Regions from separate parts of the Zea mays genome. Here regions 1, 3 and 4 are each linked to region 2. Evidence: chromatin contacts called from public Hi-C data. All regions are on one chromosome and are shown on one strand. Each heading gives the region's core, a stretch centred on a gene start, on an enhancer-like site or on the middle of the called end of the contact. The rest is flanking DNA. Distances are from core to core; before and after follow the strand shown.

Region 1 (7,098 bases), core at 2,785-5,284, 190 kb before region 2:
TCGGTGGTTAAAACTATATATTTTGTGACTTTAGCCAAATCTCATCAGTTAAACGACCTAAGGTACATGCGGAGTGTTTATTACCACAGTGATGAGCAACACGTTACTCTCCCACATAGCGTTGACATTTCTTAAAACACTGCATTTATGGTAATTGCATTGGAATGAAGAAAAGTGTGTACGTAGAGGATGTGTAGCCAAGCTAGTTTTTTTTTTTTTTTGGGAATCAGTAGGACGATCCTATACCAAATAGTGGTACGAGCGCATCTTGTTTATTCCATGCCAGCGCCTACACAATGTGCGATGCCTCTTAGAAAGAAAGAAAGGAAAAAACAACACGCAGGATAGAACAGCTAGAGCGGCCTTGTCCTATATATCTGCGTCTGTTGACACGTTTCCATCGCTCTAGGTAGGGCGTCATTAGCCCCTTGCAAAGGACAAGAGTAGTAGGCCTTTGCCGAGTGCTCTTTGCCGAGTGTTACACTCGGCAAAGCCTTTGCCGAGTGTAAAATAGCCTTTGCCGAGTGTCTTAGACACTCGGCAAAGAACACGTTTCCGGTAGTGAGGGGCGTGTTATTATCTAAATTAAATACTTACCATTTATGTTAACGTTTGCATGAACAGGTGCCCCGGCGCCCTAAATATGCGGTCGGTAATGCTACTCCCTTGTTATTGTATCCTAGATAATTGTCACCATCATCGCTCTTGATTAGTTTGCCAAACAGTTGTATAAGTTTGGAAAAGCTGGCACTGCTCTTATTTGGATGCTGCACTATTATTTAATTATCCAACTTCGTACGTACGTCAACACTGCGACGACACGGGTAGTTTCATGGAGGCTGGAATGGATAGGGAGAACGAGAGCAGCGAAGGTTGACGGTCGACGCCGAGGCAGACACCCATCATTGGTCACGTACTGGGTGTCAGTCTGGGTCTCAGTCTCACCGGCATTTGGCCGGCGGGGCGCGGGGGCGACGAACGTCGAAGGAGCAAGGGAAAGGCCTTCAATGCCGCCGGCCGGCCGCTTCGTCGTCAGGGGGAGCCGGGCAGGTGCAGTGCAGGGCACGCTTTTAGGTAGGCTTTTCCCGGCCGCACGTTGTGTTATTGTGACTTGTGAGTACGGAGTACTACTGATGAGCTCGGCCGGAGGGCTTCTCTCTGTGTCGCGCGGCGCCTTTTATTTCCGGCCTTGGCGTAATGGCGTTTGGAAGGACTAGGACCGTAGGACCAGTGGACGGAATACCGGTGGCTTGTCCGCTTAGTTTATTTAGGGTGTGTTTTGTTGGATGTACAAAAAAAAATTGGAATAGAACAACCATATTTTCTACGATACTTGATAAGGGTTACATGGTGGTGATGTGGTCCCACAAAATCCCCCATCCCTCTCGCGGTCCCTCCATAAGTCTGAAGTCAACCAAGTCAGCTGACCACCATCCAAACAAAAACTGGGATGCTTCCATCTAAATTCATCCTCTGTACCAAACAAAAAGGTGGTGAATGTTAGGATGACCCTGCTTTCAAATCTGGCTAAATGTTAGGGATGATCCCGCCTCATCCTATTTTAACCTCAAATCAAACACAACCTAAGCTTTTTTATAAGCTGAGTTAATATTCTACCTCGGTTTTGTTAACGAGTAAACTCACGGGCTCAAACAAGTTATCATATTTCAATAAACGAAACTATATGCATATCAGTGGAAAATGTCACGTGCACGTGCAATGTCAATGGAATATGGATTAAACTGACGACTGATGAACTGTGTTTGTTAATTTGGTCTGTGCGACTGTGCCAATGGGTTTAAAACCGACGGTCATGTGTGTCAATTGTGAATTTGAATAATGATGATGTTGAATTGATGTGTTACGTTAAACTGCGAGCATAATTACTATTTTCTGTTGTTAAATTTGTATAAAACTAACTAAAAATTGATTATGTTGTATATGTAATATTGTTTTTCTCTAGCTCACGATCTAAATGAGTTGAGCCGATCTGATTCTCTGACTCGGTTTTTTTAATAAGCCGAGTCGAGCTAGATCATTGGCTTAACGAACCAGCTTGAAGCTTTAGCGTTGAGCGTTATCCGGCGTGCGTGGATTTCGCTTTCGAGTTGTGCAGGCGCATGTCAGGCAGGCTGAGTCGAGCACCGAGAAAGAATGATCGGTTTCCAGTTCCACGTCTGCAGTGGCCCAATCATGCCGGCCGGCGCAGGCCGCTGTGATGGTTGTGTCAAAGGAACAAAGTGAAGGTGAAGCTTCAGGTCTTGTGGACGAAAACTCGTGCGGTGTCCACTGGGCGGAACTCAAACTGGACTAGCTAGTAGTAGAAACGGGAGAAGAGGTACTATGAGAGGAAGGCCCCGAAAGAAAGAAAAACCTTAATTGACCTCCCTCGGTTATTCTACCGTCCTCGTCCAATTTTCCTCCATGATCCACAAAATCAGTTTTTTTTTCAACCCTCTCATCTTATCTTACTTTGTACACTGACGTCGTTGATGGTGGTTTTAATGATGTGGCGATCTAAGGGGTAAATCGGACTATTAAGTAAAAGTTCAAGAGGTAAATCGAACTAGAATATTTTTATTATAAAAAAATCTATAAACGTAATTAAAATTTTATTCAATTTATCTGGTTTAATCTTGAAAATGTATACAGAACTCTAAAGAGCAGTAAAGTTTTTTTTAATATATAAAAAGTAGCGTGCAGTAGTTGGCTCGAAGGCCCAGTATGATATCTATTCAGCCCAGTTCTTTTAAACTACTGCCACTTTATTTGCTCATCAGTACAAGGCCTGGGCTTCACTCTCTTTGTCCGTTCAAGCTTTCAGCGAATGGATGAAATGAAAACTACACCTCCTCATTGCCCTTCGTGTTCGCTGACACCATGGAACGAGCTGATCATTCGGCGATGTAGCCATCAGTTGTTCCAGACCCAGCTTTCTTAGGTGTTAGGATGAGACACCAAACATAGATTTGTCTTATCATTTAGTTCTAATCTGTATAATTAGTTTTAGAATTTTAGAATATATTTAATACTTCTAACGAACATCCAAACATTCGATGTGACATGAACTAAAAATAAACTAAAAACCATTTAGAATTGTAACTTTCAGCCTGTTCGGTTGACTTTAAACCGTACTTTCTTCTACTGTTTTTACAATGTTTTGTCTCTATAGATTATAGTTGTAAATGCATGTAGGGTGCGATAAACTAAATTTTACATTGTAAGGTTTAAAGATCAGATCAAATTGGAATTAGATCTATTTATATTCATTTTTAAAATAAAATTTAGTTAGGGTATTATTATTTTGTAAAGAAGTATTTGAATCGTGATCATTACCACTCCTACTCGTGAGGGGTGATTTTGTTCTTTAAATACTAAAACAGTACTCCCTCTGGTTTCCTATTAGTTGTCGTTTTGGATAAGGTTCGAGTCAAACTTATAAAATTTTGACTACAAATAACTATTTCGTTATTTAGTTTTGGAACCTAATATTTATATGCACCAATTTATCATAAAAAGTACTTTTATAAAAGTATAAATATATTAAGAGTTTATTTGTATTTTAACAAAAAATACTGGTCAAAGTTATATTTTGGAGACCATGTCGTTGTCCTAAATGACAACTAATAGGAAACCGGAGGGAGCAGGTACATAATAATCCTGGCCCGGCACACATTGATTTTCGAGATTTTCAGAGGATCCTAGCCCAATGCAGGCCGAGGTACGACTGGCAAACAACCGAGCGTAGGCATGAGGGACGCGGGTCCTCTGAATTTATGCATTTGTGCAGTTGTGTCACTGCACGTGGGACCCAGTTCTGCTCAGTCCCGCGTGTCAGTGACCCATCCACAAATTCAGAGGATCTCAATCCAGGCATGAGGCGGCGCGCGCCGAAACGAGCAGGCAACGTGCCACCGGGCACCCACCACGTGTAGGCTAGGGCGCCACACCCCCCTCCTGCGCCAGCCACACGAGCCGTCGCCCGATGCACCCGCACCACGTAAAAAGATGCACACGTCTCGGTCGCCCGCTCGACGCACCGCACACCCTAGCATAGGAGGCAAAGAAGTACAGAGGGAGGAGGCGGGCAGCAGATACGCGGCGTGACAGACACCCAGGGCCAGGAAGGGTGCTGTTTATCCATGCTGCTCCGGCTGAAGATCGTCGTCGGCGTCCACTCGGTGGTGCTCCCGGTTCCTGTTCCAGGCGGCTATGGCCATGGCGCCTGCTACGCGGCAGTAGAGCCCTGCTGGCGCCGCAGCCGGAGGCCAGCGCTAGCGGCGGCGGGTGGCCTCGTCGCGAGGCGGCCGAGGCAGAGCGCCACGGTGGTGATGGCGCTGAAGGAGGAGCCGGAGGGCAGCAGCCGCCGCGGCTTCGCCGGCGGCGGTCCGAGCTGGGACCCCGGGCTGGAGATCCAAGTCCCCTTCGAGCAAAGACCGGTAACCCCAGATGCTATGTCTAGTAATTCAGATGACTGATTTGTGGACATTATTTCATATTTCCAAACGTTTTTTTTTTTTTGTTTTTGTTTTGGTGCAGGTGAACGAGTACTCTGCTCTCAAGGATAGCGCCCTCTACTCGTGGGCGGAGCTGAGCCCAGGGTCCTTCTTCCTCCGCCTCGGCGGCCTGTGCCTCGTGACCTTCACTGTGCTCGCGGCTCCAATTGCCGCCGCAAGCTTCAATCCAGGAAAGGTGCGCCGAAATTCGGATCCCCAGCCTTCTCTGCATACGTACGTCCCTGTGATTTTAGCTTGGCCATTTCTTCCTTGGTCTCTGAAATTCTGCCCAAAGCCACGCAGGATCCACTCAAGTTCGTGCTAGCAGCTGGGATCGGGACGCTGCTTCTGGTGTCACTGGCGGTTCTCAGGATATACCTGGTAAGGACATGATCGAGAGAAGAATTGGTGGTGTCGACTTTGCCGACGGATTAATTTGTTCTCAGCTTGTGCTAGTCTTGACTTGAGCTAGCGCCGTCTACCGTGTCCCTGTGCAGGGGTGGAGCTACGTTGGTGATCGCCTGCTGTCAGCGGTGGTACCGTACGAAGAAACCGGATGGTACGACGGCCAGATGTGGGTGAAGCCACCAGAGGTGAACAAAAAACAAACAAACATGATTCAATGGCCACCAAGATATAGCTAGTTGCACAGATAGATCATGTTTACACTTCTGCATTTCCATTGAACTACAGGTGTTGGCCCGTGACAGGCTCCTGGGATCTTACAAGGTACTAACGCAAATTCTTTTGGCACCCCGCCCCCAAACAAAGCACACTTCATTTGTGGTAAGTCTCACCGACGACGAACCTCTGCTCTGCAGGTGAAGCCGGTGGTCAACCTGCTGAAGCAGACGCTGGTGGGCACCGGCGCGCTGCTCGTGGGCGCCGTGTCGCTCTTCGCGTTCGCCGCGCCGGTCGAGGACTTCCTCCACGCCCTGAGCCAGCCTCCCTCCTCCGCCACCGCCTCGTCCAAGCCGAGCTTGAGGTGCGCGGCCGTCACGTACTCACGTGTGCCCACGGTCCACGGCGAACATATGCTGCAAGCAAAGCTCTTTGCATGGTGCGTCTCTTCTCTTGTTAACTGCAGCTTCGTTTCATGATGCGTGCAACGCATCGCCCCTACGCAGGAAGGAGGAGCTGCTGCGGCTACCAGTCGAGGTGATGCAGGACGACGACCTCGCTGCGGCCGCGGCCGAGGCCGCCGACGGCCGGCCCGTCTACTGCAGGGACCGCTACTACCGGGCCCTCGCCGGCGGTCAGTACTGCAGGTGGGACGACCTGCTCAACTGATAAATACCTAGAGCAGTATTGCTGTGGTACGACGCGGCAGGACAGGACGTATTTTTTTTGTCAGATGGGAAATTTCGGACTGAACTGCTAGAAATTGAGTTCTTAATGGCACACAAGCATAAGGAACAGCAAGAAAAAGCAACACAGAATCAGAGAAAAAACAAGAGTTTATATATTCACTTTTCTCTCTTTGTTTCTGGAGTTACATCTGGTCTTTCCGTTTCTTGAGTTACCTCTGATCTTTTTGTTTCTTGAGTTACATCTGTAGAGAGTGACCTTTTATTTACAGCAAAGGATGCAAGGGTTAATACACATTACAGTGTGTACTTCTCAGTTTCTCCCCTCTAACTAATTTTGCCACCCTCGGAGTCATCTGATCACATTACCTTTTTATACTGATTTTACAACACTCTCCCTTAACCAAATTTATGCTACACGCATATCTTATAAAAACTCTCCAAAAAATCTAAATTTATATAATATAGAAAGATAAAATAACAAGAATGCCAATGAAGATAATGTTGGGTGTGTTCTCTAGCTCGGTCAAGGTTACCGAGTCGTTCTATCCTAACTAATTGTACCCTGATCGGGGACATGACTATATTCATAGATGTGTCCCTGAGGTGCTATATGAGTCAAAGGAAAGGGTTGATCATCCGTAACCCTAGCCGCCATAGTTCCTAGACGATCTGATCTCCTTTAGCCCTTGAGTGACAAAAAATGTCAAACTCTCTAGGGCGCCGGTAGACACTAATGGTTCTACCTCATCGGCTACTGACGTGCCACCCCAGCTCCTAGATTCATAAGGAGAAGGAGAAACAAGTCTAAACGGTGGCGCTCTACGCATGGACTTGACACCGACACCGACTTTCGTCATCCACCTCGAGCTCAAAGGTATAGACCATATACTCGTCCCACATCTTCTTCTACCTCATCGTTCCATTACATGAGTAAATCTATCTATCGCTAAGAACTAGGATAGGTCACAGAGGGAAATTGGCTAGATCCTAAAGTCTACGAATCTAGCGCTTCTCCCATATGTGTAGTATTTCACATAGCATATCTTTCACATACTTCGCTAACGTCCTAAAGCAATAACAACACTTATTTTAGTTTTCATAGTATAAATGTATGCTCCAAATTAAATCATGTCTTATATTTCGAAATAGAGGGAGTAATATGAGTTTTACACAATGAGATTTATCCACTGCAATAAGAGGAAAAAGGCTACACGACAAGGTTAGGGTCTAAATCCAAATTAACACAATCAACATTTTAGAAGAGGAGATACACATTTATACAATGTACATGT
Region 2 (7,008 bases), core at 131-2,630:
CATGAGTGACGTCCATGATCCACGGGCACCACAAACCCGCGAGCACACATATACCCACAAAAAATATACTCACCTAGAAATAACAACGAAAGGGAGAAACCTTAATTGATTATGTATACTTAGTTATGTGGTCCTCACTTGTTAGTGTTACTCTGCACACACATGTGCACGGGTAGAGCTTTTTCATGCCCACTATAAAACATCTGTTAGACCCAGGTTAAAACACACAACTGTATCTTTGGACACAATTATACGTTCAGACCCATGCCCAATAGAATTTGTGTCTGGTGGCACACATGTTTATTGTGCTCGACTGCTCGTTGCACCCCTTAGATCATCTCCTTCAACATTTCTCAATTATTAGGTTATTAAATATTTAAAAATTATGCCAACTCAAATTTTCTAGTTATTACTTGTAGATTTAAATTTGGTTTTATTTGTATGATAAAGTTTAATAATCATCATTCTTTTTCTTAATTATTATTTTTATTCGATATAAATCACAATCGACTGTTTTCTCTATTTTTTGGATGGATCATCTTCAAACTTGTCAAACGAGAATGATAAATTTATCCTTTTCACATCTCAAGTCATTCAAAGTGCATCGCTTGTACACATGCATGAACTCGATGGCGGCAAATGATTTCACAGTGCGATTGACACGTGAAATAGACTATTGGGAGTGTAAAACAGCTTACCAAGTCTAGCGACCGGATAGAGATACTTAGGGCCTGTTTGGTTCAGTTTTTTTTTCTAAAGAGTTTTTTTAAATATGGATTCGTGGATAATCTAGTTGTCACGAGAATATGAATATTATAGAGCTTGGGTGCGGAAAAAGATGAATGGATCTGTACTCAGGGGCGAAGCTACGCTCTAACCAGATGGTGCAAATGCAACCCCTAAAAATACAAAATCTATAGAATTGGTTGAAATTTTCACTATATATGTACACCTAAAATAAATTCTTATGCATCCATAAACTAAATGCACCACCTTTAAATTTGCTCTAGCTTCACCACTGTCCGTACTGTTTAGAATTTAGGAAGCCATGTATTTCTCTTATCGCGACGACTTGTCGAATTCTAACGTTTTTTTTACAGAAGCGATTTTCGTAGAAGCAGACTAAGAAGCAAAGTGTTTGGTGGCCAGAATCTACTTCTAGCGGTAGAATAGAATGTTGGTATATTTAGAGAGCTCGTTTAAGACGTTGTTGGAGCATAATTTATAGTTAGCTCTAAATTAATTTTATGAATAGTTCTCTGCCGGCCCGCGTACCATTTGCAATTCGCAAACTTTTTGGAGGACGTAGCGGCAAACTGGCATTCTGGCAAGTGGCAATGGCAAGTTGACAACTGCAGAGTGAGGCGATCCCCGCCCCCACCAAACCGCCGCGCCTATCGACCCAGTCTGTGACCACGTCCCACGCCTAGTCCCGCTGGCCGCTGTCGCCGAAACACGGGCAGCAGGAGCAGTAGCGTCCGTCCGGTCCGCGCGCGTTCCCCTCCCCGACCGGCAGGTTCCCCGGCCATTCATCCGTTTCCCACTGCTCCTCCGTGGCTCAGCTCTGCTCCCTGTATCGGTCTGCCCCTCTGCCCTCCCGGTCTCTCCTCTTCCCGTCCCGCCCAGCGCGTCCACCAAGGAAGCCCCCACGCCACGGCATGGGGATCGTGGAGGAGGCGCACAACCTGCGCGTGGTGGGCGAGGGGAAGCGCGGGGTCATCGTGCTGGCGCACGGCTTCGGCACCGACCAGTCCGTCTGGAAGCATCTGGTGCCGCACCTCGTCGCCGACTACCGCGTCGTGCTCTTCGACACCATGGGCGCCGGCCCCACCAACCCGGACTACTTCGACTTCTCCCGCTACTCCACGCTCGAGGGCTACGCGCTCGACCTCCTCGCCATCCTCCAGGAGCTCGGCGTCCAATCCTGCATCTACGTCGGCCACTCCGTCTCCGCCATCATCGGCGCGCTCGCGTCCATCTCCAGGCCTGACCTCTTCACCAAGCTCGTGCTCCTCTCCGCGTCCCCAAGGTAATTGTATTCAGTTTTATTTAATTTCCCCTGTTTTCTTATTTATTATTGCTATTATATACTTCCTGCTCTGTTCACAATCCATACCATCATAATTGGGAACAGGCGAACGAATCGACTGTGGCAGCTCTTGATTTCCCTGTTGTGCTTTAATTTTGGTAAATTGAGCTATACGCTCGCTCTCTAGGCACTAGAAGGTACCGGTACGGACCCCTAGCCCGGTTCCCATGACGGCAACTTTTTGGGTTTGGGAAATTAGAGCCCGGTTAGGGACTTGGAACAGAAATTCTATACTGTATATGCCATATGGCTGTCAACATGTATGGCTTGTGGTTCACTCGAGTCATGCGACTAGAGTAGGACCTCCTAGAGTAGCATGTGGACATCTTTTCTTGAAGGATCCACTCCTGTCGATATACTCGAAAACTTTTGATAATTGTGAGTGTGTTCTGTCACTTATCACCGCACTATTTCTTTTGATAATTGTGAGTGTGTTCTGTCACTTACCACCGCACTATTTCGAACTTGAGGATCACATATTGGATTAACCTTTCAAAATCAGGTGGCCCGATGTATGGGCCGCCCAAATCGTGATACCTTTATGGATGATGGTGATCAGTCATCTACAAGTACTCAGAGCTGTTAATATGACTGATACTTTAAATTTGGTTACTGATAGTAGTTGAGTGTTGTACTGTTGGATCCGAAATTCAACAGATGAGATGAGAATGAAATAGGGCCATACGGTCATAATAACTACCGATAAGGTGCAGTACACAATATATACAAGGTTACCTTTTTCTCTAGCACCAGATTGATCTTGTCACTAAAATTTGCAGAACTGAAATCCTAGTTGTTGATTGAAGATTTTTAAACAAGATGACAATTGGTGATTACCATAATTCAGTGTAGGCAATTAAAACTAGAGACTGTTTGGTTCAGTAGAGATTAAAGATCAATAATTATTCAATTTGGGTTCAAATAAAAACCAACCTGGTTGAGGTGACAAATACTCATATAGATAGTAATAGGCTTTTTTCGAAGAACAAACACTTATGTGTTCCTACTGTAACATGTATTGAAAGCTAATCCATTGTAAGGTGTAGCATGTTGTTAAACATGTGCAAATTGACCTTGCTCAGCTTTGTTGTTCACCTTGAACTCTGCAGGGAATCTCACTCTTGTATTTAGCAATAGTAGTTCCCTGGTAATGATTTGAGTTAAACAACAAATTAACAAAGGCAGTGCAAGGAAAATGCCATGATATGCATATCTGGCCCTTTTGTAATTTTCCCACCTTAACTATCTTTTTTTTTATTTTTCTTGCAGCTATGAGGTATTAAATATTTTTTTCTTAATATGGTGACAGGATTATGTCCAAATCTTCCTTTCATGATGTTACCTTGCTGCAAACCTTCAAAAGACGTGCCTTGCTTAAAACTGTAGTGAGCTGCAAATGATGCAATGCTGTAGCCAGCACAAATCTGAATACTCTGACATGTGTTGAATTCTAGGATCAACTATCATAATTGAAGTGCATCCTTTCTTTTCTAGCATGCAGACTAGAGAATGCATAACTAATGACAAAGAATAGAAATAATCTAGTGCATTTGGGAGCTTAATCTGCATTACCAAGTTTCATTTTAGCATTTTCTTCAAATAGAAACAAAAATGGTAAAATCATATGGATTGGATCTGAGATTTAAGTTCGACTTGTACTCACTTGCAGGCAAGGAAAGTGCAAGTGTGTACACTTCTTGGTACGTTGGTGTTTGGAGTTCATTTTATTGTGTAATGCAATAACTGAATCCTTTTAGAATGCTCTGTCTCATGTCTTATTTTCCTGAAAAACCACTAACGGTCCTTTCCTTTCATTTAATTTCTCTCAAATTGATATTATGTGTTTTTTTGGGAGGAGACATTAACAACTTGGGATGTGTGAAGTCACTGAAATTTTGCTGTCTTTATAAACTCCTAAAGTTGTTTCTAACTGATCCTTGAATCATAAGTTCAAGTTCCAGATTTTACATGGCTACAACAGATATAAACCTCCGTAGTAATTTTATTGGCCTTCTTCCAAGGCATAGAGCCTTCAGTTATGAACTGCTACAATAACTTCAAAGGTCTTTTTGATATGACTTCATAGAGTGCAGAAGGAAAAAAATTCTCTGCCATTAGCTCCTAGCGAAACCATTTAGATTAGTAAAGATGTAATTTTCAATTGTAACTCCTTAAACTCCTTGTACATATTTACTTTAATTAGTTCCAGTAGGGGTATCCACCCCTCCTGTTTCATCAAAAAACAATTATTGGCCTTCTATTTTGATTGAGTAATCCACAGTTTCCACATTTTACTTGAGTTAAATACAGAAGGGTCATGTTGAATCCACAGTGCCATTGCCCTCTAACCACATGATTTACATGTGTACTAATTTGCACAAGAGTCATTTTTTGGAAATTACTCTCAGCTGATCATCTTGCAGCAAAATTCAGATCATAGTGAAACATGGGCATTTGATCTATAAATTAACGTCATATTGCACTAGGGTAGCCCCTCCCTGGCTCTTTATATGATTATATATAGTATGATGGCACATGCCAGTGTTCTTTGCAATAAAGTTAGGTTTCAGTGGTATTAAATCACAATTTTTTGTCTGAAGTCACAACTTCATCTGAACCTTCCTTATATACAGAGGCGGATCCATAGGGGGGGCAAAGTAGGCCATGGCCCCCCCTCAATTTTGTACACCCTTTTATGTATATGATTATTTAGTATTAAGTGTAGAAAAAAATCAAAGTTTTAGATAGTATAGATTCTTGTTCTAAATCTCTAAAACTAATAGCTAGTTGCTAAAATTAGTCGAGAGGTTTAGAATGGATCAACTATTTGTTAGTTATATTCCTCAAATAAATATTAGTTGTTAGATGCCACAGCCCAGCTAAAACCAGTTAACAGTTAGCTATAAAGGTTTAGAACATGACATAAAACAACCATGTTATGAGCCTGCTCGTCTGATCCTCTCGGTCCAGTCCTTGCATCTACCTGTCTAACTCTAATCTTTTCGACACCACCTAAACCGGTCTGCTCGCTGTCCTGTTTCCGCCGCCGACCCATTCCCGATGCGACGCCACCGACTTCGCCCCTTCCTGCCGCCTTCGTCCCTTGTTTTGTTTTTACATGACATCAATCCGCTCGACAAGCTAGATCTCGCTCGTCGCAACGATATGACTTGTCCCATGCGGTCGATGGACATGGCGAACTAGAAAATCATGTCTCTCATGTGGTCTTTTTGGCCCTCCCTGAATTTTCGTCCTGCGTCCGCCACTGCTTATATATTATAAAACTTAGAAATGAATTTCACTTCTGGTACTTGATAAGTTACTTTTTTATATGATGAATCCTTTTTGATGAAAAGATACCAGCATAGTGAACATCATCTGAATATCTGAAATATCCATTTTCGACCCAGAAAGACTTTTGTTCTTGGATCAGTGGTGCTCTTTGGGTCTCTGTTTTCTTCTATCTTTTTCTGGTTTTGTTTACGTATTAACTGCATCTTGTATTTACTCTCACCTATTCAATTCTGTTTCTGACGAAATAGGTACCTCAACGATGTGGACTACTATGGCGGGTTCGAGCAAGATGAGCTGGATGAGCTGTTTGAGGCGATGCAATCAAACTACAAGGCCTGGTGCTTAGGTTTTGCACCCCTGTGTGTTGGAGGAGATATGGAATCAGTGGCAGTTCAGGAGTTTAGCAGGACACTCTTCAATATACGTCCGGACATTGCACTAAATGTTGCCCAGACGATCTTCCAGAGCGATGTGCGCAGCCTCCTCCCGCACGTTAGTGTCCCATGCCACATTGTTCAGAGCACCAAGGATCTCGCGGTGCCAGTTGTGGTGTCTGAGTACCTGCACAGGCACCTTGGTGGCGACTCCATCGTGGAGGTGATGCCCTCTGAAGGCCATCTTCCCCAGCTTAGCTCTCCAGACATCGTAACCCCTGTCTTACTCCGGCACATCCAGCATGACATCGCAGTCTAGGTTGGCCAGTCGTTCCAACAAGACAATGTGGAAATTGTAGCATATATATATGACCATGTAATCTATTGTTCGTCTAATGTAGGATACCGTGTTGGATGCTCTGACATCTTAAGTCCTTGAGAAGCTCTTCATGTCATTTGTGTTTTTTCCATGAAACAGAAACTACTACCATGTGGTATATGTTGGTGTCGATGATCATTTTGCGCTGTAGGGTTTGCTTATATAGTTCTGGGCTTCTTTGCAAAGGAGAAAAAACAAGCGAAGCTACATTGTTGTTAAGGGGTGTAAATACATCTAAAAAATAAAAAATCTATAGTTAACTAAAAAATTTCCACATCTATAATAAACTCATGCATCCACGAGGTAAATCTGTTCTTCTCGTAAGTATTTGTTCTAGCTTCGCCACTGGTTTCTAATATCGTCCATTTAGGCCCTGTTCGGTTTTCACGGATTGGAGCCCTGGAACGGTTCCTAGCCGGATTACTTCTCTAATTTATATAAATTTTGATGAGCTGGATTGAATCTGGGTTCATTCCCGAAGAAGCGAACATGCCCTTATGGATCCAAAATATGTTGTAATCCTTCTGTTTATTCTTATTTTCCCGCTCTACTTTTTTTGTTTATTGAACGTCTAAGCTGTTCTTGTATTTATTTTTGGGTTTAATAAATTTCTCTAGGGGACCCAACCTCACCAGCCCCATAAAGAAACAAGAAATACTTGTGCATAAGGCCTAGGGCACGACAGAGACACCTGGCAGGTAGAGAGGGATGGCCAAGCATATACTTCCCGTGCGGTGCACTGTGCAGTACTCCTGAGTCCTGACCGAGCAAAAGCCTTTTCCGCATACGAAGCTTCCACGAATCATGCTTAAAGAAGACGGACTGACGAAGCATCAGCGGAGCGCACAGGTCAGCAAGGCGACCTACTCTAC
Region 3 (6,986 bases), core at 1,016-3,515, 150 kb before region 2:
ATCTATAGATCTAATATTAAACCAACACTCATATCTCTTACCCGGACACATAATTTTATATATATATATATATATATATATATATATATATATATATATATATATATATATATATATATATATATATATATATATATATATATATAGGGTGATGGTAATGGGAGCCCTGGGCTTCCATTAGTATGGGAAGCCCCAGTCAGGTATATCTACGCGCGCTCGATCTGGTTCTGGTTCTGGTTCTGGCTCGAGCGGATTGCAGCGTAAAACGTGACCTAAAACAGCGTAAATGAGTACGAAATTTAGCGTAAATCTTATATCTGTTTTGTAACAGCAAACGGGGCCTAAAATTACGGCGTAAAAATCGCATGCAGCCGATCGTGCGCGGGTTCTGGCTCGGGCGGATTCCAGCGTAAAACGTGAGCTAAAACAGCGTAAATGAGTACGAAATTTAGCGTAATTCCTATATCTGTTTTGTAACAGCAAACGGAGCCTAAAATTACGGCGTGAAAATCGTGTGCACCCGATCGTGCGCGGGTTCTGGATCGGGTGGATTTTAGCGTAAAACGTGAACCAAAACAGCGTAAATAGTACAAATTTTATCGTAAATCATCGATCTGTTTCGTAACGACAAATGGGTCTCGAATTACGGCATGAAAATCGCCACAGGCGCTGTCTCGGGCGGATTTCGGCATAAAACGTGAACCAAAACAGCGTAAATGAGTATGAATTTTAGCGTAAATCATCGATTGATTTCGTAACGGCAAATGGGGACAAATTACGGCGTAAAAATTGTGCGCGGGTTCTGGCTCGAGCGGATTTAAGTGTAAATCGTGAACCAAAACAGCGTAAATGACGGGTTCTGGCTCGAGCGGATTTAAGTGTAAATCGTGAACCAAAACAACGTAAATGAGTATAAATTTTAGCGTAAATGAATAGAAATATCAGAAACAGACAAATAGATGGAAGCAGATCTATGAACTGAAATATAGGTCATAAAATCCTATTGACATTGGCATAAATATGTATACAAAATAGCATAAAAATAGGATCGCCGTCCTGCGGAACCAGCGCCTCGCATCTAGGATGCGCCACCACTTCGTGCCTAGGGGAGGATGCCGTCGTCGCTAGCGCCTAGGGAAATCCGCCGTCGCGACCGCTGGCACATCGCCGTCGTGCGCACCTCATGGGGCCGCCGCCGCGTGCGTGCCCTCGGGATCCGATGCCGCAGTGTGTCCCTAGATTCGCCGTCGCGCCACAGGAATCCGCCATCGTGAGCGTGTCCCCAGATTCGCCGTCGCGCCTCAGGGATCCGCCGTCGCGAGCGTGTCCCCAGATCCGTCGTCGCGCCACAGATGCTGGAGCGGCGGTGGCGGTGGCCATCGCAGAGACGGACGGGACAACCGCCGTTGTCACCGGGCCTAGGGTGCGCTGCCGTCGTCCGTCCGCTTCAAGAGCGCCGTCACCGCTTGCTCGCCTGCCTCGGAGCGTCGTTGTCGCTCGTTCCTGGTGGAGTGCCACCGTCGGTCGCCTGCCTCGAGGTGACACCGCTGCTGGCCCCCAGGATCACCGCCGCTCGCACGCCCTAGAGAACCGCCGCTCGCACGCCCTAGAGAACCGCCGCCGCCGCTAAAACCGAATTCCTGGCGGCGTGGGGGTGTTTTTATAGTGGTGGCGTGGGCCGGATCGTGGGCCCGATGCACGTAATATGTGTAGACTATATTTGTATAAACTGATACACACATCAGCATAACTCGTATTATATTTTGGCGTAAGCAGTTAGGTACAATAAGCCAAAAAGGGTCCGGTGCGGTCGCGCACCTGGTCGGTACGTGGTCGGGGCTTCCTATAGTTAAATAGAGCCTAGGGCTCTAAATACATATACTATATATATATATACTATATATGTATATACATATGAATATATAGACATATATAATTACATACGTATATATCTATATCTATATCCCGTTGCCATCCCTTTGTGCCTGCACACACGCAGCGTGGACGAGGCGACTCAGATCTGAAAAGGCAACCAGCGATCTGAAGTTGTGAACACACGGCGTTGTGATGGACGACGCTTGGCACGACGCAGCGCATGTTGTACTCGTGCCCAATTATGGCCGGTGCGCCCCGGACGACGTGAAAAGACGATCAACATGGACCCCCAAAGCAGCAGCAGGTGCACCTAGCCCCGGTCACCCACTTAAATAAGAGAAACACACCACCACCAATTCACTCACGAATTCCCCATTCCCTTCCCCCATCGCATCGAGAGCCAGGCCAGCCAGCCACCTCTGCTAGGTCTCCATGGCCGCCGCGCTCAGGTCCCCGGCCTCGGCCAAGGTCTCGAGCCCCGCCGCCGCCTCCAAGGTGCGCCAGGCGTCCAGAGTCGCGGTGGGCGGGTTCCGGCAGCATCCGCGGAGCCGTGTCGGCCCCGTGGCCGTGCGGGCGTCGCTGTTCTCGCCCAAGCCCGCGGCGGCCAAGGACGCGCGGCCGACCAAGGTGCAGGAGCTGTACGTGTACGAGATGAACGAGCGGGACCGCGAGAGCCCCGCGTACCTGCGCCTCAGCGCCAAGCAGACGGAGAACGCGCTGGGCGACCTGGTCCCCTTCACAAACAAGGTCCGTCGTCGTTGTGTTCCTTGCTTTGCTTTTGCTTTTGCTTTTGCTTTTGCTTGATCGGTGCCTCCGCTTAGCCGCTCTTCCTCCCCACCCACCCATGCACCCAGGTTTACAACGGCAGCCTGGACAAGCGGCTGGGCATCACCGCCGGCATCTGCGTGCTCATCCAGCACGTCCCCGACCGCAACGGCGACCGGTACGAGGCCATCTACAGCTTCTACTTCGGCGACTACGGCCACATCTCGGTGCAGGGCGCGTACCTGACCTACGAGGAGTCGTACCTGGCCGTCACGGGCGGCTCCGGCGTCTTCGAGGGCGCCTACGGCCAGGTCAAGCTCCACCAGATCGTCTTCCCCTTCAAGATCTTCTACACCTTCTACCTCCGGGGCATCCCGGACCTGCCCAGGGACCTGCTCTGCACGCCCGTCCCGCCCTCCCCCACCGTCGAGCCCACGCCCGCCGCCAGGGCCGCCGAGCCGCACGCCTGCGTCAACAACTACACCAACTGACTGATCAACTCCAGCCCAGGAACCATCTCTGCCTGCCATGCCTGTCCCTCACTCGATTTGTATGTTTGTATGGCTTAGGTCCTTCGATTCGTACGTTCGTGCGTGGTAGCACCAATAAACATGCGATCGATTGAGTTGTGTGTGCTTCTCCATTCATTCACTTGCTCTTTCTGCAGCTCGTGATCGAGTTGTGTGTGCTCCATTCCCAAATTATGTATGATCGATTAGTAGCGTTAGGGGTTAACCAGTAGCCGCTGTGTACTTGTGTCACCCTTGGACAAACAATGAGATATTTCTTTGTCGTCGAGTAATCCTTCCTGACGGTGATGGTGATGGACATGTTGCTGACACGACGGGATTTGGGAATCTTTGAGCGCTGAGCTGTGATGCAACTGCAGCGACCGCTGCTGGTGCTCTTAAAGCGATTGTTGCCTTGTTGGAGTCGGCTGTGTGTCCAGACTCCAGAGTCTACACGTTCACTGTAATAACAGGGAGGCAAGGCAAGTGAGAAACAGGATCTGTTACACATGCTCAGGCTCAACGAGTCCACGTGCCTGCCTGTTTTTTTTTTTAAAAAAAACTTTTGCCTTTTTCGCTGCATCAAAATATCAGTTATGCTCTATTAACTACACCGTGATACAGCTAACAGCTCTTCACAAACCTATAATTTATGAAGTATCTAGGACTCCGCTATACAGCTGCAATCTATAAAGACAAAATACTGAGTTTAATTAAAGTCGTCGTAAGCTGCAACAAACATGCTGAATTTAATCCTGCACTCCACTTTTTTTTACCAGAGTTCGTGAAGTTTCTCATATCTATCTAGCAGAGCTAACAGAGAAGCTACAAAATAAAAGGAGTACAGATGTTGAAACGGGCCTGGACTAACTATACACGATAGGTAGACAAAGCTTAACAGTTCGTTTTTTTATACCAGGCTAGGTCAACGGGCCGGGCCAGCCCAAACCCCATTGAATGACGGTGGGTGGGGGAAGGGAGATCGATTGGAAGGGTAGGAGACAAACCGACTCTTCAACTTTTACTAGGTAAATGCCCGTGCGTTGCAACGGAAATATATAATATCACGATAACTAATGCCAAATGGCACGAAGAAATTGAGAAGGAGTATCTTGTGGAGATATCGTGTAGCTATGGTCCATATCATCAGAGGCAACATCAGAGGAGCCCATCATGCGTTTGCCCGACCCACCAGCTAGCAGGCTGCCACCTGCCGCTGGCGTTGTTGGCTGGCCAGGGCACGGGCGGCGACATGCAGTCGATTACAGTGACCTCCCTCCCCCTATGCTTCTTCTTGAAGCTCAGGAACCTCTTGAACACCGGACATGAAGTAGAGTTTTAGTAACTTCAGAACAGACTGCACAGCTAGCCATCAGTTGTCAGATCCCATGAAACGGATCAAGTTGTCAGTATGAGACTTAAAAGTCTTCACCCATCTTCTATCTTGTATGAGAAGGACCCATGGGCAGTGGGTTCAAGCCGACGTAGGTGAGTTCAACTTTCTGGGGTAGAAGGTGGTACCGGATGGACATCTCCTCGAATATTTTCTTCAACTCCATAACGAGCTCAGACCTCCTGATGTTCTTCTCCCGGATGTTTTGAAAGTTCATGGTGTGCTGGACTGAGAGAGACATGTTAATCTTGTTCACATCCAAGATGTCCTTGAGATTTACAGTGTGGGTAGGGTGCCAATGTGTTGGTTTGCTCTCCAGGTACCTGAAAGTAAAGGGAACCGGTGACAATTGATAATGTGTATTCTTCATAAACATGTGATTATACTAAGATAACTTATTCATTGCTGGTGCCACTTGCAACTTCGGCTACCTCATACTATAAGATTAACTATCACCAACCTCTTTGTAATATTATTCAGTCTCCCTCTCCTCCTTCTGCCTCTCCCTCTCCAGCTTCCAGTTTTGTGGACATATTTGAATTGTATTCTCTCTCCCCCGCTCCCCTTTCTTGTAAATATTCTGCAAGGGTTTTTTAGCCCCTTGTAATCTTATTCCTTTTTAATAAATAAAATACAAGCTGCCTAAACTGGCTAGCATAGTTTCTTTCGATAATTTTACAAAACTGTCGGCGTTTCGAGACCGGGGGGTCCCTGGGCCGACGAGTGAAATGTCGCCGCGTGCCCCAGCCCAGATGGGTCGGCGCGAGACGGAGCGCGAAGGGGGGAAAAAGGCAGCCGGAGCGAGAGAGAGGTGGAAATCCCGCGGCCCTCGTGTTTGTCCCGCGCCCAGGTCGGGTGCGCTTGCAGTAGGGGGTTACAAGCGTCCACGCGGGAGGGGAGCGAGCGGCCTCACGCGAGCGCCTGTCCCGTCCTCTTCCCTGTGCGGCCAACCCTCTCTAAGAGGGCCCTGGTCCTCCCTTTTATAGGCGCAAGGAAAGGATCCAGGTGTACAGTGGGGGGTGTAGCAGAGTGCTAACGTGTCTAGCAGAGGAGAGCTAGCGCCCTAAGTACACGCCATCGTGGCAGCCGGAGAGGTTTTGGCACCCGGTTCGTGTGGTGTCGTGGCCGTCGGAGGAGCGCTGGAGCCTGATGGAAGGACAGCTGTCGGGGCTGTCGAGTCCTTGCTGACGTCCTCTTGCTTCCGTAAGGGGGCTGAGAGCCGTCGTCGTCATATAGCGTGCGGGGCGCCATCATTACTTGTCTGGCGGAGCGAGCCAGATAGGACGCCGGTCTTGTTCCCCGTAGCCTGAGTCAGCTTGGGGTAGGGTAATGATGGCGCCTCTTGTTGACGTGGTCGGTCCGTGCCCTAGGTTGGGCGATGTGGAGGCTCCTCCGAGGTCGAGGTCGAGTCTGTCTTCCGAGGCCGAGGTCGAGTCCGAGCCCCTGGGTCGGGCGAGGCAGAGACCGTCGGCGGAGGCCAGGGCTGAGTCCGAGCCCTGGGGTCGGGCGAAGCGGAGTTCGTCGTCTTCAGGGGCTAAGCCCGAGTCCGAGCCCTGGGGTCGGGCGGAGTGGAGTTTGTCGTCTTCCGGGGCTGAGCCCGAGTCCGAGCCCTGGGTCGGGCGGAGCGGAGTTCGCCGTCTTCCGGGGCCGAGCCCGAGTCCGAGCCCTTGGTCGGGCAGAGTGGAGTTCGCCGTCTTCCGGGGCTGAGCCCGAGTCCGAGCCCTAGGTTGGGCGGAGCGGAGTTCGCCGTCTTCCGGGGCTGAGCCCGAGTCCGAGCCCTGGGTCGGGCGGAGCGGAGTTCGCCGTCTTCTGGGGCTGAGCCCGAGTCCGAGCCCTGGGTCGGGCGGAGCGGAGTTCGCCGTCTTCCGGGGCTGAGCCCGAGTCCGAGCCCTGGGTCAGGCGGAGCGGAGTTCGCCGTCTTCCGGGGCTGAGCCCGAGTCCGAGCCCTGGGTCGGGCGGAGCGGAGTTCCCCGTCTTCCGGGGCTGAGCCCGAGTCCGAGCCCTGGGTCGGGCGGAGCGGAGTTCACCGTCTTCCGGGGATGAGCCCGAGTCCGAGCCCTGGGTCGGGCGGAGCGGAGTTTCCTATGGTGCCTGAGGCCGGGCCTGGCTGCCTGTCAGCCTCGCTCTGTCGAGTGGCACAGCAGTCGGAGCGGCGCATGCGGCGCTGTCCTTCTGTCAGGCCGGTCAGTGGAGCGGCGAAGTGACTGCGGTCACTTCGGCTCTGTCGACTGGAGGACGTGCGTCAGGATAAAGGTGCCAGGCCACCTTTGCATTAAATGCCCCTGCGATTTGGTCGGTTGGCGTGGCGATTTGGCCAGGGCTGCTTCTTGGCGAAGACTGGGCCTCGGGCGAGCCGGAAGTATGTTTGTCGCTGGAGGGGGGGCCTCGGGCGAGACGTAGATCCTCCGGGGTCGGCTGCTCTTGCCCGAGGCTGGGCTCGGGCG
Region 4 (7,047 bases), core at 2,979-5,478, 170 kb before region 2:
GGACGGCAAGTGTCAGCCAGCCAGGTCACGGCTCGTGTTGAAATTTGGCCCCAATTCAAATAAAGGAAACCAAGGTTGTGAAGGGGATGACACGAGCGACTTTAGCTCCATATTACTTATCAAGTTAGAAGATATATAACCGACTTATAAGAGAGGGTGTGTGTCTCTCTTCACATGTGACACACAGAAGGCTATGGGGGCAGCTATGAACTGATCACACACGCGCTCCACTCGCTTGTGTTTCGTGCTTTTTCATGAAACTTAACGTGACGTGTGTTCTAAACAACTTCTTTTATGCCTTTTATCTGCCACGTCAATCGAGAGTAATGGACGGTGCGAGATCGTCGAGCGGTTGCACGTTGCAACAACCCTCAATAAAGGGAGACGTCCTTCGGGGGAAGGGCACACATGAAAAAGCAACCGACTCCATCCTCTTCTCAACTCTCTTTGTCACCGCTTCTCTGCACTGTCGTCCCCGCTTCCGCCGTTCAGCAGATCAAAAGGAGAGGTGGTGTCTCCGAACCTACACCAGCGATCTGACGACCTGTACGGGTGCTGGTGAATCAGGTTTCTGGGATGTGCGCCTCGCACGCCCGCTGGTGCTCCTCATCGTCACTCGTTGGAAGCGCCATATGTAGGTCTGCATTTTTTGTTCATCGCGGTTTAGATCTTTTGGGTAAATCTGTCGCTCGTTTACTTTTTTTTGTACGTTGATTTTTATGAGATGCATGTTCTATAGGGATGAAAACGGGACGGATACAGCTGGATACAGGGTCATCCTGTATCTACCCTAATGTATTTCTCTCGGATACGGGACCGGATACGAATAGTTAAGATTCGGGACGGATACAGGACGAGACCGGGTAATAATCTGGGCGGGTAAAAAACGGATAACGGATACTACTCGGGTAGGTACTAGATAGTTGTCGGGTAGTTCGTCACGATGATATTAATTATCCAACCATCCAACAAACGCATAAATTAAGCAATACATAATCATGTATATGATAGATCAAATATAGGAAATGAAACCGATAAAATTGACATCATACAGTTCAAAGTTACTAACCATAAGGACATTGTAGAACCAACACCACAATATTAAAAATTCATAAAATATTTTAGTTTCACTAAAAAATTGCAAATAAGTTACAAAAACTAATAAACATTTTATACGAAGATAACTCAAGTCCTTATATGAAAATGATAAAGTAAAGTACTGATTATGTTGAAACTTGAATACTTGCAGTGATTTCACATATAACCCATACAAATAAGTGAAAGTGAAATGGAAGGAACACAGACATCTTATAGATCTTATGATCCAAACATTTTTATAGTTATATATGGACATAGATTGTGCCTCGTTAAGATTTTCATGTTATTTTGAGGCTATTTATGTGTTATTATTTTTTGTCATAAAAATCATCAAAATCCAATTAAATCCATAAAATATTGTAGCATGGACCCAAAATTACAAATAAGTTATCAATACTAATAAATAGTCTATAAAAAGATAACCTTAAGCCCTCCACATAAAAATGACAAAGTATATTAATTTGATATTAATCTAAATGTTATTTCAATGATTTTGGTCTAAAGATTTGTTTAAACAAAAAATGATGTACTACAAAGTTATATATCTCTTCGAGCTCTACAACTTTCATATAAATTTTATCTTCATCCGATTTCATATGTAAAAGTTATGATTTTATAACTATACTATGCAGAAAAAGAAAAAACGGGTACCTGTATCCAAACCGAATATCCGGGTATTTACCAGATAGTCCTAGCTCCGAATCCGAAGCTGCAGTACCCAGGTATTACCCGTATTCATCCTGAATATAAAATTACCCGAATCCGTATCGAAAAAACGAGTATTTACACTATCCGTATTCGGTACCCGACAGGTATACCTGATCCGTTTTCACCCCTAATGTTCTAGATCTGTTCGGTACTAGTATCTTAGGCCCCGTTAATTTTGTAACATTTCGGTGTTGCGCGGTGTTTCGTTCAATGAGAATGTCTACAAATTCCTACTGAATCCATCACCATGCACCCGAGCCTAGCTGACATGAGACCATCCACATGATATGCATCGGTTGTGTTTCTTTTCGCAGCACACCAATATGTACTGTACCTGTACGTACGTACGTGGGAGGGAATGAGGGATGCCCTCTGATCGATGATGTTCGGCACTGTTTGAATTGAAGCCAACGATATGCTATGACCGTAAGTATATGTGATGATAACGGCGAGTGGGGGCAAAGGCGGACAGGAGAAAAGAACCCCATGCATGCATTCATGCGCGTGCCCGGCCGCTCTCGCTCGTCTAGCATACTAGCACCTTTTTTTTCCGCGCGGCCGTGGCGACAGCCGAGGATTGCCGGGTTGGAACGAAGAGCGCGGCCGGGGGGCGCCAGCGCCACCTTTTGGGTCCTGACTCCTCATCAGTCCTCACCCACCAATCCTCCCTCGTGGGGAACAAGAACAAAGGTGGCCTTCACACCTCCTTTCGGCTCTTTTTTCCCGACGAAAAGCGGGACGACATGGACGCTGGTGTTGGTGTGCGTCCTCCATCGATTGCTCGCTCGAACTACGTAGTACACTGTCTATTCTAGCGATCGAGCTTCTTCACTTTTCTCTCTCTGCAGGTGCGACCGTGCTGCGTGCGGTAGTGTAGGTGATGATGCTTGTCCCGGTCCCCATATCCCACACCCCATGAGACGAGCGACCTAGCTAGCTCACTTGCGCTGTGGCCTGTGGGTGTTGTCTGTTGGCTGTTGCTCAGGCTACCAGCAGGGCTCCACTGCATGGTGCATGCCTTGCCTGCGTTGTGTGTGTGTGTGTTGTGTTGGGTGGGCCGCCTTCCTTCACTTGTTGTTTGGGACAACAAGAAGGCGCACATCATATGTTCCACCACATGCACGTTTGAAGGAGAAAGGCGCCGAGCTCTCAACCATTTTATAATTTATTACATGAAGAGTACACTAGTAGAAAAAAACCCCTCCAAGCCTACGGAGCCATCTAATTTTTATAGACGGATTCGCTTACCATGTGTCAGTGTTATTTTTACTGACGGTACAGGCGGTTCGTTACGAAAACTGCCTGTATAAAACCGTGATTTGTACAGACGGTTTTCTTAATGAAACGTCTGTACAAATCAATTTCTACAGTTAAGAAACCGTCACTAAAAATTGCATCTAAATTTGTAAGATTTAAAATTCAAATTTTGCAAATGACCTCGGATGTAAAATCTGTCAATGTAGAAGTTGTAGAACTTCAAAAGTTATATAACTTTGTAGTTTACAATATTTTTATTTATATTCGTTTACAGTCTCAAACAAACAATTTACACTTAGTTGATTGTAATATATGGGCAACAAAACTATAGTCAGACAAAAAGAACGTCATATGCGGATCAGTAGATGAGGGTACGCGCGAGAGTAAGGTCGGGTTCGATTCCTAGGAATCGCGTAGCGAGCGAATTCTTCGTGAAAAATGTCGTGACTTGTGATTCGACTGTTTTAAAAACCTGTTTTATGTTTTCTGGAAATAATTTTCACTAACGGTTTTTTACGCGATTTTTACTGGTTTTCTTACATCAATCGTAAGTGGAAATCGATTTTCACTGACGGTCCTCAGTATCCGCATGTAATACTGGTCCCTAACACTGGCGGTTCTGAAAGACGACAATACAAATAGATTCATAACTGCCACTATAGAGCTTCTATGTACCCGTCGCAGAAAGCACGCTGAGGTCAACAAGCAGAGCAATAGGGAAACTCGTGCATCTCTCCTGTCTTGCTCGAACAATAGCCTGGGTGTATCAGCGAGAGATTTTTTGAAAGCTGTTTAGAGGCTCTAACCGTAACTGACCCGAGTTTCAAACATTCCCTAAGCTAATGAAATCCGCCAACTTTCAGATGACCACTCGAATTGTTTCAGACTACTAGTAGCTAAGATCTACGCGCACCCAGACCTGTGTTTTAGACGAAGAAACCTGGCAAGCTAGCTGCAAAAGTATGGTTACTTCTGGACGGGACCACTGAAGCTAGTCGGCAATCGGTGAATCAGATATGAATCATGGTCAGTTACTCAGTTCCAACAGGATGGGGTAGTATGGGCGCATGGCCACATTGCCGAGATAAGGTATGGACATGGAATTATTCGGAGGCCTAGGCAACTGCCCATCTCCTCTGTGAGCCCAAAACCGATGCCTGATGAAAAAGGACAGGGGCCACATAAATGGGCCGGTCCATTTGGATACTGCTGCAGGCCCGGGGCAGTAGTATTGCCAAATGAGGTGGCGGATCTTGCACGAGGGCCGTGCTTCTGTATGCTACACGCTTAAAAACAAAATCGAGGAAAAAAACAGAAGGAGCGACCAGGTAAGCAATACTGAGGGGTCGACGACTATTCTGGCACTTGCTACCGGCGGCGGCACTGGCGACCACTCCGCCATCAGCAAACGGGACTTCCTCCCCGGCGAGCAGGTATGTAAGAGGACCCCGCATCCACCACCCGCTAAGCTGCCCCCGTCTCCGTCCCTCGTATCCCACTCTGTTCCGGCGGTGAGCAAGTCAAGATCCAATCAAGGTAGCCGACCCACACCTCTCCCAGGCAGCGGTCCCGTCGCGGATCTACAGCTTCTTGTAGGCTCCGTTTCAGCAGATCTGAACCCTGATGCTCACAGCGTGGAGCATCATAGCCTAGCCGGCTACAGCACCTCCCTTTGTCACGCCACGAATGGTTCGGCTGCTTCGATGGCAACAATCCTGCGCTCGACAAATCAACAGTCGTCAATCAAGCGCGTGCGCTTTGCTGATCTCGTCAGAGGAAGGGGATCCTCTCCTGCAAGCATTCACTCCCCGCCACCGGCCAAATCCTGCCTCAGATTTGGGCGGCAGGATGTTCCTGCAGTGAACGGCGCTGACCATACCGCTGCTGCTCCCGGGGATTCAATTCCTTCCACTCTGCCCGACCAATCCGGTTCTAGGTGGACAACTGTTCATTACAAGCGCAGACTCCGTCCGGCGGGTGAAGCATTACCTACATCAAATTCAAAGGTACTTTCAAGACGCCCAACAACCAGCGCCTCTCTTAAAATCCCTCGAGCAACCAGCGGGCTACTGGCAAGCATGCAGAATAAATGCTTTCGTTGCCTTGCTCGGGGTCACCGTGCAGCTGAGTGCAGGGACCCGGTGAAATGCTTCAAGTGTGGTCGTTCGGGCCATAAAAGCTGGCACTGCCCTCAGAACTACAAGGCGTCCAAGACCACAACTCCACAACCACCCTCAGTACAGCCACAAGCACCTCCTCCCTCGGATCATTCCAATTTCCCGCCTCTTGGCAATTGGACGATGGCCTTCAGAAGCAGCACCGCAATACGCCCAGAGGAGTCTTTCGCTGTGGCGCACTCTTGCGGCGACATGGACATTGAGTTGGATCATCTGGCCTCTCATGCTGTCTGGGCATGGCTGGGGCGAGACAGACCGGCGATCGGCATCGACGTCATCAAGAAAGCTTTCTGCTCTAGATTTGCTGTACTGCCGGTTGACATCACGGTGGCCAGACACTACCCAGAAGACTTCTTCATCACCTTCGTCCATCGTCACCACAGAGATGCAGCAGTGGCGTGTAGAGATTTTCAGCACGGCAATCTCGACATCCGAGTCAGGCAGTGGCAACTGCCAATACATGGTGACCACGACGACCTCAAGTACCATGTTCGTTTGTGCCTTGAAGGAATTCCACTTCACGCTTGGAATGAAAGCATCGCCAAGCGCGTGGTGGCAAGCTCCTGCGACCTCCACTACATCGACGCTGACTCCCTTCAACGTCGTGATGCGAGGACACTAAACATGTGGGCCTGGACCACAGACCCTCAACGCATACCCAAGGTAACCTGGTTGACATTGACATGCAGATCTGCGTCTTCGCGCGATGGCATGGCCCCTGCTCCCCGACGTGGCCTGACTTTTAGGGTCCTTGTGCACCTGGACCTGGTGGAGGAGCAGCCCAGTTGTGATGGGCGTATGCGTGCTCCCCGTCGCTTCGATTGGAAGTATGGCATCGTGGATGGTGAAAGTTCACCACGGGACCGCAACGACCCACCCCCATCAAGTCGCCTCGACAACCACCGTCGAGATGATGAGGATGGTGATGACTATGACAGTGAACGTCGCGGTCGTAGGAGCCGCAAGGGAGACACCTGGAGCGCCAGGTTTTTCAGGAGCCTCTCACGCGCTCCTAGTGAGCGATGCCGCTCGTCATCGCGCCATGGTCGCCGCCGCGACGTCGAGCACCCAGGTCGTCGCCGAGCTCGGGAAGGTCGCTGCGATGCCGCGACTTCGACGCTTGCTGCCAGCTCCTACAGGGTACGAGGCCGCAGCCGCGTACGTCGCCTCTGGAGACGTGTGGAGCGCCGTTCTAAATCCCCTACGCGCGCCAGTCGTTTGACCCGAACTGCCCCGGGGAGCAGCGAAGGCACGGGTGACACCCACCACCCCTCTCCACAACCTACAAGGATGCGTGCTGACCCAAATTTGTGCACAGAAATGGTGAGCACCACACAACTGCAAGAGGCTTCCGCGCAGCACGTCGACAATAACCTTGGTATGCATTTACCTGCAAATGATTTGAGTGATGTGCGCCCTGACCCATCTAGGAAAGAGAATTGCTACAATGATTCTGCTGGTAGGTGCTTGATTCCAATACAAGATGTGTTCAAATCAATTTGGACCTCTTTTCCAACAGATTCTAGGAGTATGGAGAGGGGTGCAGAAGGCGTACAGCAGCAGCACCCTGATGCCCGCCCTCCATCGCCGTTACTGGATGCTGCAACTGATCATGGTGAGCGCCTTTCTGTTGACCTGGCAGCAGACAAGATATTGCAGCGCCTCTCTCTTCCAACTGATCCTAGGAGTCTGGAGAGGGGTGCAGAAGGCGTACAGCAGCAGCATCCTGATGCCCGCCCTCCATTGCCGTTACTGGATGTTGCAACTGATCATGGTGAGCATCGTTCTGTTGACCTGGCAGCGGACA

Evidence for each region. Hi-C and Micro-C count contacts between places; a contact is called where the count stands out from the background.
Region 1: a contact with region 2 is called in a Hi-C map of leaf, with 7 times the contacts expected there. The contact joins the promoter of LOC100278439 here to the promoter of LOC100284983 in region 2. A contact is called at or near these places in 7 of 25 Hi-C or Micro-C datasets (bundle sheath, ear, leaf and 3 more).
Region 3: a Hi-C map of leaf shows a contact between it and region 2, with 8 times the contacts expected there. The contact joins the promoter of aoc2 here to the promoter of LOC100284983 in region 2. A contact is called at or near these places in 8 of 25 Hi-C or Micro-C datasets (bundle sheath, ear, endosperm and 2 more) and 1 of 3 datasets of contacts at active chromatin or transcription factors (leaf).
Region 4: a Hi-C map of leaf shows a contact between it and region 2, with 3 times the contacts expected there. The contact joins the enhancer-like site here to the promoter of LOC100284983 in region 2. A contact is called at or near these places in 6 of 25 Hi-C or Micro-C datasets (bundle sheath, ear, leaf and 2 more) and 1 of 3 datasets of contacts at active chromatin or transcription factors (seedling).

Annotation. Positions count from the first base shown.
Region 1 is chr9:130,678,398-130,685,495 of Zm-B73-REFERENCE-NAM-5.0, reverse strand. LOC100278439 reads left to right here and starts at 4,034. Exons shown (of 7, transcript NM_001151717.1): 1 at 4,034-4,439; 2 at 4,540-4,692; 3 at 4,800-4,877; 4 at 4,994-5,089; 5 at 5,190-5,225; 6 at 5,318-5,481; 7 at 5,624-6,045. The coding sequence starts at 4,143. The coding sequence ends at 5,786.
Region 2 is chr9:130,484,083-130,491,090 of Zm-B73-REFERENCE-NAM-5.0, reverse strand. LOC100284983 (sigma factor sigB regulation protein rsbQ) reads left to right here and starts at 1,380. Exons shown (of 2, transcript NM_001157878.2): 1 at 1,380-2,029; 2 at 5,632-6,334. The coding sequence starts at 1,659. The coding sequence ends at 6,076.
Region 3 is chr9:130,636,671-130,643,656 of Zm-B73-REFERENCE-NAM-5.0, reverse strand. aoc2 (allene-oxide cyclase2) reads left to right here and starts at 2,265. Exons shown (of 2, transcript NM_001147795.1): 1 at 2,265-2,622; 2 at 2,730-3,437. The coding sequence starts at 2,308. The coding sequence ends at 3,131.
Region 4 is chr9:130,659,857-130,666,903 of Zm-B73-REFERENCE-NAM-5.0, reverse strand. No RefSeq gene overlaps it. Among protein-coding and RNA genes, the nearest start is that of LOC100278439, 18 kb to the left of the region's middle. Within about 2 kb of position 4,228, at least 18 of the 20 cell types and tissues checked have an H3K27ac peak or open chromatin away from gene starts, as enhancers often do. A contact at or near this core is called in bundle sheath, ear, leaf and 3 more, where this site is marked.